Linked DNA regions of Mus musculus: region 1 is linked to region 2. Evidence: chromatin contacts called from public HiChIP or PLAC-seq data. All regions are on one chromosome and are shown on one strand. The core of a region is the stretch at or near the end of the contact, and the rest is flanking DNA. Distances in the headings are between cores, read along the strand shown.

Evidence for each region. HiChIP or PLAC-seq counts read pairs in DNA pulled down with a chosen protein or histone mark.
Region 1: a contact with region 2 is called in an H3K27ac HiChIP or PLAC-seq map of the NIH/3T3 cell line, with 2.8 times the contacts expected there. The contact joins two enhancer-like sites. A contact is called at or near these places in 6 of 39 promoter capture datasets (the 3T3-L1 cell line, embryonic stem cells, frontonasal cranial neural crest and 3 more) and 2 of 115 datasets of contacts at active chromatin or transcription factors (the NIH/3T3 cell line and bone marrow-derived macrophages).

Annotation. Positions count from the first base shown.
Region 1 is chr1:183,111,245-183,115,834 of GRCm38.p6, reverse strand. All of the region lies in intron 4 of Disp1 (dispatched RND transporter family member 1), which reads left to right. Among named protein-coding and RNA genes, the nearest start is that of Gm33747, 48 kb to the right of the region's middle. Within about 2 kb of position 1,959, at least 83 of the 459 cell types and tissues checked have an H3K27ac peak or open chromatin away from gene starts, as enhancers often do. A contact at or near this core is called in the NIH/3T3 cell line, where this site is marked.
Region 2 is chr1:182,526,720-182,531,246 of GRCm38.p6, reverse strand. No RefSeq gene overlaps it. Among named protein-coding and RNA genes, the nearest start is that of Capn2, 11 kb to the right of the region's middle. Within about 2 kb of position 2,821, at least 239 of the 459 cell types and tissues checked have an H3K27ac peak or open chromatin away from gene starts, as enhancers often do. A contact at or near this core is called in the NIH/3T3 cell line, where this site is marked.

The sequences.
Region 1 (4,590 bases), core at 710-3,209, 590 kb before region 2:
TCACACGAGGAAGCTCAGAAACAAGTTCTTGTCTAAAGCCAAGCATGGGAACATAGCTTGAGGCATTTCTACTTACTGAATGTGTACCATCCCATATCCCATATCCAGTATCCCATATCCCACATCCCATATCCAGTAGTCCTACCAAGTGTAAACCTTTGTTTAACCTAAATATTTGTTTTTTGTGTAATAACACATGCAGTTAGAACACCTAACACTTGCGATCTTGATTTACATGTTTACAAAGATTTTTGAGAGGCTTCCTAAGTCGTTGAAGTTAAATTCTTGTACATTTTTTTTGGTCACCATTTTATACCAAGCCCCCTCACTGAAGCACCTCCCAAGTTGGGCTTCTTGTCTTTAGTGTTCCTCGTCTCAAGTTTATCCTGCCCAGGCCTATCAGCTCAGTCCTCCATAGCAGCTCCTCCATAGCAGCAGCTTCTACCAGAGCAGTTCTTGCTTTTGGAGCTTGAGCCGCTTCTTGTTCCCATCTCTTGATCTCTCCTCCGCGTTCAGGCTCTTGGTGGCTGTGTGCACGCACGCTGCTTCAGGAATGCCCAGGGCAGGAAGTGGGCAGCACTGCTTCCATGCCTTGCCTCCTGTCTCTCTTGGTAACACTTAGTTTAGGTGTAGTAAATATTAGGCTTAAATAGGATTAAGAATAGTTTTTAAATTCAATCTATTTTAAGTTCTTTGAAAGCTTCTTATCGGGGTAGAATGCTGCTTCTTTTAGTCTACATGGTAGTCTTAAAAAACTGAAACCATTCAAGGTAGTGGCCTTTCCTGATTCTCTTCCCATCCGTCCTGTGTCCTCTATGATAAACTAGTTTGGTTTGTTCCCTTCCCTCTTCATAAATGCATCTGTGCGTTTGTACGTGGTTCACATAACCAATGTATAACTTGCTGGACACTTAGCTTTGCCATGTAGCCCTTTCCATGTCAGTGTGTGTGTGTGTGTGTATTCTCTGCAGCGTCTCATGGCATGGGGCACAGCACCATTCATTTAGGCATCATCCTTGCTGCTAGATTGGCACTCACCCCTGACCTCAGTGAGCACCCTGCACACACACCCTCTTGTCTGCCTGGAACAGTTGCTGCTGAGACAGCTTTCCCCACTCCGCCTTCTGTCCTTTCTCAGCTAACAAGCACTGAGGCCTCAGTGTACAGCTGCTTTTCCAGGGCTGGGTGTGGGTTCTAGGCACGGCTTTCCTGCTCGTAACTAAGCGGCTTGAGACCTCTTTCTCCTTTGAATGAGTGGCTCGTGAGGTTCCTTACAGTCCTAAAGGCCTCATGCCAATTGGGCCCGTGGGAGTTATGCCATCCCTTTCACAGTACCGAGAATCACTCCAGGGTCTGTACACCCTCACCAAGTGTGCTGCCACCGAGTCCCACCCCTGGTCCCTGTCAGTTTTTATATTCAGCTATTAGCAAGTGTCACAGAAGCTAAAGGAAGAGCTCTGTCTGTTTCCTCATGAGTCGTCTGTATCACTTAACCATGCTTGATGGATTTCCAAAAGAACTACATTAACAGGAGTCGTTAATGATCAGTGAGTTTCAGAAAGCCGCTCCCATGCTAGCCCCCAAGTCTTGAGTAATGCAGGGACGTTTTCATGAAGTGTGGATAAACCCCTGCTCCTCCCACATATCTTCTGATCTCACTATTCTGATCTCACTATCCTCTTATGTATTAAGCATATGCTAAGTTTACTTTTTTAGTGTTTAGGAAGCATACAGTTTATCAGGTGCTCCTCAAATGTTAATCTCCACTCTGACTTTCTTCTCACCTCTTGGTTTATTTTGTGTCTCGTCTGTTCAGCTACTTCTGATATCAAGATAGACAACATCTTTAGCCTGCATCTCTTAAGCATTCAGAAAATGCACTACACACACGGTTGTGGTTCCTGTCTTCCCTCGAGTCCCTTGACACAGACCATAAACACTCCTCTGTGGTGCGTGAGGAATGCTCTGGAGTGCAGGCTTAGCTTGTCTCCGGGTATCTGTTTCATGCTCAGATGGAGCCTGTGTGCCAGGGATGATTCATGCAAATACTTAATGACGAAGGATGGTTTTGTTTTTGTTGGAAATCTTTGAAAGAGCGATCATCAAAGTGCAGACTCCTCATTTCAGATTCTTTCTGGGACACACGAGCACTTCCTGGGTATCCCCTGACAGTGATGCCACGGCACTGTGTGGTGCCACTGCTGAGACCCACCGTGCTGCTTGATGCCTTTCTGGCTTTGCTGTGGAGCCTACTGTAGAGCTCAGACACACCCAGAGCCCTCTTTTGTAGGTTTGGTCTTCTCACTTGCTGGGAGCTGGCTAGAATGTAGAAGGCTGAGCTGTCCCTGAGCTGCCTGCAGTGGCCATTCTGCACTTACCAGAGACACCCAGCTGGAGGCGGGTTTTCATATTGTATCTTCACTCCTTTGTCCTACGGTTCCTTCTTCCAAAAGTATGAAAAGTACATCAAGAGGAGCAAGCCTAAAGCCATTGCTTTCCTCGCCCTAGTCTCCTGTGAACTTTGCTGTTTCTCCACTTCTTTTGCTTGCCACCTTCTTTGAAAGCTCCAGTCACCTCCCTGCTCTCCCCACTGACTGGTTGCACCATGAGTGTGTAGTATGTTCACAGGCACTCACTGGCCATCAGAGGACAGGAACCGAGCTTTCTAGCACTGTTGCCCTTCCCTGGCTGAGGTGCTGATGACAGTTACTATTTATGGGTACTCTAGTTTGCAAGTGCTTTTAAAAGCCTGTTTGATGCTTTCTTGAGGAAAAGACTAGCACGCAGTGAGTCTGTGGCTAGGGAACTGTCAAGAACCACACCATAGTGCCCATAGTGTCCAAGTGCTATCTGTCCTGAGGCCTCTTTTCTCTGCAAGGAGAAGGCTAAGTCTAACTGAATCGGCTGAAGGCTGTTGTGTCTTGAGTTGAATGGTTTGACTGTCTGGAAGCAGGCATGATACCAAAAGGTGAATTAACCCTCCAAAAGATTGTGTGTGTGTGTGTGTGTGTGTGTGTGTGTGTGTGTGTGTCTGTCTGTCTGTCTGTCTGTCTGTTTAACCTGGCTGTTGATTAGCACTGGACACTGAAGGGCAGATGTGATGCTCTGATGGACATAGGGGACACTCTCAAAGTTAGACTTTCCCCGGGATCAGCTTGAGGAAGGAGGGGTAGAGAAAGCAGCCCTGAAGAGCGACGCTTTCAAGAGGTTTTACCTGTGTCGTGGGAGAATGTTTCTAACATCTGCTTGCCATGCCTGTTAGTACAGAAACTTCAAAAGAATCTAATGTTTCTCTAGGAGGGAGCATCTTTGTGGTAACCTCAGTCTTTCTTTTCAGCTGATGTTGGCAGTTTCTGCATATCTAAAGTAAAGTGAAGCCTGCACTTCCTCAGGGAGTGAAGGTCAGACATCCCCAACAGTTTCTCAGCTTAGAAACAGAAAGTGATGGAGAGGGGGAGGAAAAATGTTTCTGTGTTTTACAGCCCAAATGTATTCCGTAAAATCCCATTTCTGTGAGAATTCTTCCTATGAAGTAGTTCAGAATTGTAGCTTTCTGGACCTTTTTTTTTTTTTTTGCTCTAAGGATAGCAACGTCTCCTAACTTGTGTGGTTTCAGGGTGTCCTGAGGCGTGACATGGCACTGGTTGATGTCCCTGCTCAGCGCTGTAATCTCTCTGTATATAGAGTACATTCTCCTCAGAGCTCAGTGATGGCTCTGCCCATGCTGTTCCTGTGGCGCCGTCTCTGAGTGTCAGCGTGTAGTTGTGGGTTTGGTTACCCAGCTCTGTGAAAATGTTAAAATATATATATATATATATATACATACATGTGTTAAGTGGGTATATATGTGGTATGTGAATTATATTCCAATACTATTAAAATAAAACTTAATATATAATTAACATCTGGAAATATGGGCTCATGGATTCTCCCATAGATGTATCTAAAGGACATGGATGTTTCTTGACTTCTCCAGGAGTGAGCATTGTTATGGAAAGGATGCTCTGCTTCTGAGCTGCGCCCATGATGGCTCTGCCAGCTCACCTAGCCCTCTGTGTGCAACCCACAGCCCCAGCAATGCTGTGCAGTGAGTGCGGGAGCTGCTTTCTCCTCCAAATACGTGGTTCCCCTCCCAGCACGTGACACTAGTGCTTACCAAAGCGATGGGAGCTAGGTAGGCTTGTCTTCCTAATTATGACTTCTTTTTTTTTTTTTTTATGTAATAATCATTTTTATTTTTTTTTATTAGGTATTTAGCTCGTTTACATTTCCAATGCTATACCAAAAGTCCCCCTTACCCACCCACCCCCACTCCCCTACCCACCCACTCCCCCCCTTTGGCCCTGGCGTTCCCCTGTACCGGGGCACACAAAGTCTGCGTGTCCAATGGGCCTCTTTCCAGTGATGGCCGACTAGGCCATCTTTTGATACATATGCAGCTAGAGTCAAGAGCTCCGGGGTACTGGTTAGTTCATAATGTTGTTCCACCTATAGGGTTGAAGATCCCTTTAGCTCCTTGGGTACTTTCTCTAGCTCCTCCATTGGGAGCCCTGTGATCCATCCATTAGCTGACTGTGAGCATCCACTTCT
Region 2 (4,527 bases), core at 1,572-4,071:
TGGAGAGTATAAATAATGTTTCTCATCCCATAAAACAGAGTAGGAAGAGACAGTACCAAACTCAGCATTACCCTGAAGCCAAAATCAGATAAAAATACAATGCAAAAGAAAACTACAGGCCAACACCTTTGTTGAACAAGAATACAAAAATCCTCAAGAAAATACTTGTATTTAATAGCAATTAAGATGATCATACACTGTGACCAAGGTAGAGTCATTCCAAGGATGCAAGAATGATTCTACACAAATCAATAAATGTAATAAAGCACAGGTAAGGGCAGAAATCGCACGGCCATCCCAATGTATGCAGAGAAGGACTACATGATGACGTTCAGTGTCTGTATTGGTTACTTCTGCTGTTGAGATCAAATCCCCGATAAAAGCAACTTAAAGAGGAACGAAGAGGAACAGGTTTGTCTGGGTTCAGAGTTCAAGGATACAGTCCATCACAACTGGAAAGTCATGGCAACAAGAGCATGAGGCATCACAGCAGGTCACACTGCATCTGGAATCAAGAAGCAATGAGAGATAAATGCTGGTACTCAGCTAATTTTCTCCTCTTTATTCATCCTAGCACACCAGCCTATGGGATAGTGTCATTCATGTTCAAGGTGAACCTCTGTACTCAGTTAAACCTTTCTGGAAACACCCTTACAGGTACACACAGAAATGTGTTTCCATGGAGAGTATAAATAATGTTTAAGTATTCTGTTGTCTACACACTGATACTTTGTCTTCTTCCTTTTCAATGTGTATCTCTTATCCCTTTCTCCTGCCTTACCACTCTAGTTAAGATGGTTTAGGAGCAGAGAATGGAAACTTTGTCTCATTCTGATTTTATAAGTTGTTCCTTCTTTGACATGATATTGGCTATGAATTTGCCATGCATACTGCCTTTATTATGTCACACTGTGTCCTTTCTGCTCCCTCAAGAGTCTTATCATGAAGGGATGCTACACTGGTTAATCCTGGCAGTCAACTATTGGAATCTAGAATCACTTAATCTTTGATGATTGTAGCAAGAGTGTAAGTTGGAGAAATGATAGTCCCTGCACAAATGGAGAAACTGGGTATCTACTGTGGAATAATAAAACTATCTCTCACCCTGCACAAAAAAAAATTAATTTAAAATATACCAAAAAGACCCTAATGTAAAATATAAAAATAGCTTGAAACCATGGGGCAAGGGATGCTTGAAGAGTCAGGTACAAGCAAGAGTTTTCTGAAAAGGACTCACTCTGCTAGCTCAGGAAGAAATAGCAAGAATTGTCAAATGGGGTTGAATCGACTTAAAAGGTTTCTGGACAGCAAAGGAACCAATTAACTTAGTGAAGAGAGCCTACAGGATGGGAGAGAGTTGTCACCTATACATCTGATAGAGAACTCATATCCAGAATCTATAAGGAACACACACACACACACAAATACAAAATTCAATTATTAAGTGGACAAATTAAATGAATAGACAGTCCCCAGAGATGAAGTGAAATAGACAATAAACATGCAAACACATTGGCACCCTAAACCATCAGGGTATTTACACAGAATTCATCTCACTGTGATTAGAATGAGTATCATCAAGAGAAGATATGATAGGCTGCTGAAGGAATGTAAATTACGAGAATATGTGTTGCAGTCCCTCAAAAAAAGAAAAAAAAAAGAACGATTATAAGATCTATCTGCATCAAACCCAGGGATATAAGTCAGCTTACAATAGAGAGCTGCACCCTTTGCTTATGATGCACCAATCACAGCAGCCAGGTCGGGAGGCAGCCTGGGAGGCAGTCCCTCAGAGGATGAGTGAACAAAGAAAATGTGCTACCTTTACACCGTGGAGTATTACCCAGCCACAAAGAGTGAACTCTCTCTCTCTCTCTCTCTCTCTCTCTCTCTCTCTCTCTCTCTCTCACACACACACACACACACACACACACACACACACACACATTTTTTTCTGATCTGTTTCTCCTCTGGAGTGCCAAGATTACAGACAAGTGCCACTATACTCAGCCTCAGAACCAGAATAATGATGATGATGATGATAGAAAGCAGGAGGAACCCAGGTTGAAAAATAAGGGACAAGAAGTGGGGGAGCAGGGAGGAAAAGACACAAGAGAAGCAGAGGTGGAGGTGGAGTGGGACACTGTTATCAAAGTCCTTTATGTAAATATGTGAGAATGTCTCAATGTTATCAATTGTTTTGTACAACTAATGCATAATAATAAATAGTTAATTCCAAAAAAAGAAAAAGGAGAGAGCAGAGGAACCCACAGACTAGTGGACAGTCCGGCAGATATTTGTGGCACCAGGGGACATTTAAAAAGAGCTAATGGGGCTGAAGAGGTGGCTGGGTTGTTAAGTGCTTATGGCGCAGGATTACTGTACAAGCTGAGGACCGCAGTTCGGACTCCAAGGCCCACCTAAAACCTGGGAGTGGTCCTGCACGCACCGGTAACCGCTGCACTGAGGTGGGTGGAGACTGGGGAATCGCTAGGTTTTGGGGCGTGGCTGGCTAGCTGACAAAAGCGAGGGAGTTCCAGGTTCAACAAAAGAGGAACAAGGCAGAAAGTGGTACAAGGAGACACCCTCTGTCCTCCTCTGGTCCCTGTGAGAGAGACTTGCAGCCCTCCCCATACATAAATAAAAATAATTAAACATTGAACAGAATTCCTTCCGGTTTATGGGCTCACACCTCAGGAGGGAAATCAGAAAGCTCCCCTCCTGGTGTGATTTGCATTTTAATTAGTGCCGAGTCTGCTCTAGGCACTCCCTTTTGGTCGTGAGTCAGGAGGCCGAGGCCTCCCTGCAGAACCTGCTCAGGGCTGGACTTCAACCACACCCTCAGTCCATTCAGACTGGGCACAGCCCAAAGAGCAGAGGCCCAGTGAACTGTCTCAGGGGAGCCTGATAGCCCCATCCCCAGCTGACACCAAGCCCTCCTAAAAGGGCTGGACCACCAGCCTTCAGCTGCCCATCCACAGATAGTGGACTAGATGAGCGGGAAGGTCCTGCCTCCAGCCCCCTCAGAACCTCTCTTGTGAAAACTAAGGAACCTGTGCTCTGAGTCAGCAGCTGTGGAGACACATAACTGAGTGTGACTCAGCCCCAGGCTCAGCTCTGAGGTTCCCCGCAGATTATGCCCTTTTTTGGCCCCAGGCAGGGTTTCCCTCTTCTCTCCTAAGTGCTGATGGGCAGAGCCTCAAACAGCCCCGGATGAGCAGCGCTGTTGCTCACAGGCTCCCTCTCTAGAAGGGCTGGGTGCAAGGAACGACTCCCCAGGACTTCAGATCCTACGGGAGGATGAAGGGGCACCACGGAACCTCCTCTAGCCGTGCCTCAGAGACCAAGCTAATGTTTTAGTGAACGGACAACCCCAAGTCCGTACCTCCTTGGGTGTATAAAGGGAAAAGGAAGGAGAAAGGGAGAGGGAGAAAGAAAGAACAGGAGGAGGGGACAGGAAGGGTGGAAGTCTCTACCAGCGGAAGCATCCTGGTTATTTTATCCCAAATCCTAGATGAATTCACAAGTGACCCCTGATGGCAAGTAAAAACACCTGCGGCTTTTGAGACAGAAAAGGCAAAAGGTCCTACGAGAAGACACAGCACAGGGAAAGAGGGGGAGGGCTACTTAAGGCAGTCTATCCAGGACAGAGGAAGAGAAGAGGTCTGCTGGGAGGGGAAGGGAGAGGAGCAGAGTGTCTGGAAGTCACAGAAGTGACTAGTGACACCAGTCCTGCAGTCCGCAGTGCGTTGACATTGAGTTCAGGGCGTTAGCTTCTCCCTTGGACTGACGTAAATCCACGTCCTACATCCAGGGTCAGAGTTCCCAGCTGCAGCCCGCCTTCACAATCCAGAGCCACAATTCTCTGGCTGCATGGTCCTAAGGAAGCAAACGAATCTCTAGACGCCAATGGCAATGATGGCAGAACACGGCTCCCTGGGCTCCCGAGCTGAACTAATGAATGAACGAACATGTGCTAAGCCTTTGAGAAGGAGGCATGGACTCCCCACGCTGCTCCATCAGTGACAGCACACAGAGGTTCTGGACCAGCCATTGCAGCCCAGGCAGATCTTCACCAAGCCTTCATTGTTCTGGAGTCTCGGGCTGAGTTTCCTCAGAGCTACATTGTGTCCTTTGCCCTGTGGTATTTTTCTCTCTCTTCCTTGTTCTTGTAAGAGCTTCCTTGGGCTCAGAAGGCTTCCCTACCTCCTGTTCTCTGTATCCTCACAGTTGGTACCCCAAAGCCTCCTGCATCTTTTCTTGTTCAGTTTTCTGAGCAGTGTCTTACTCTATAGCTCAGGCTGGCCACACACTTGAAGCAATGCCCCCTGCCCAACCTCCCAAGTGTTGAGATTACAGATGTAAATCACATGCCCAGCTCTCTTGCACCTCTGTTCCAGTTTGCTCTCTGTTGCTAGGATACAAATCATAACCCACAGCAACCTAGGATGTGTGAGGGTCTGTTTGGTATAGAGGTTACAGTCCATCACAGAGGGAAGCCAAGATAGGAACTCCAGGCAGGAACTT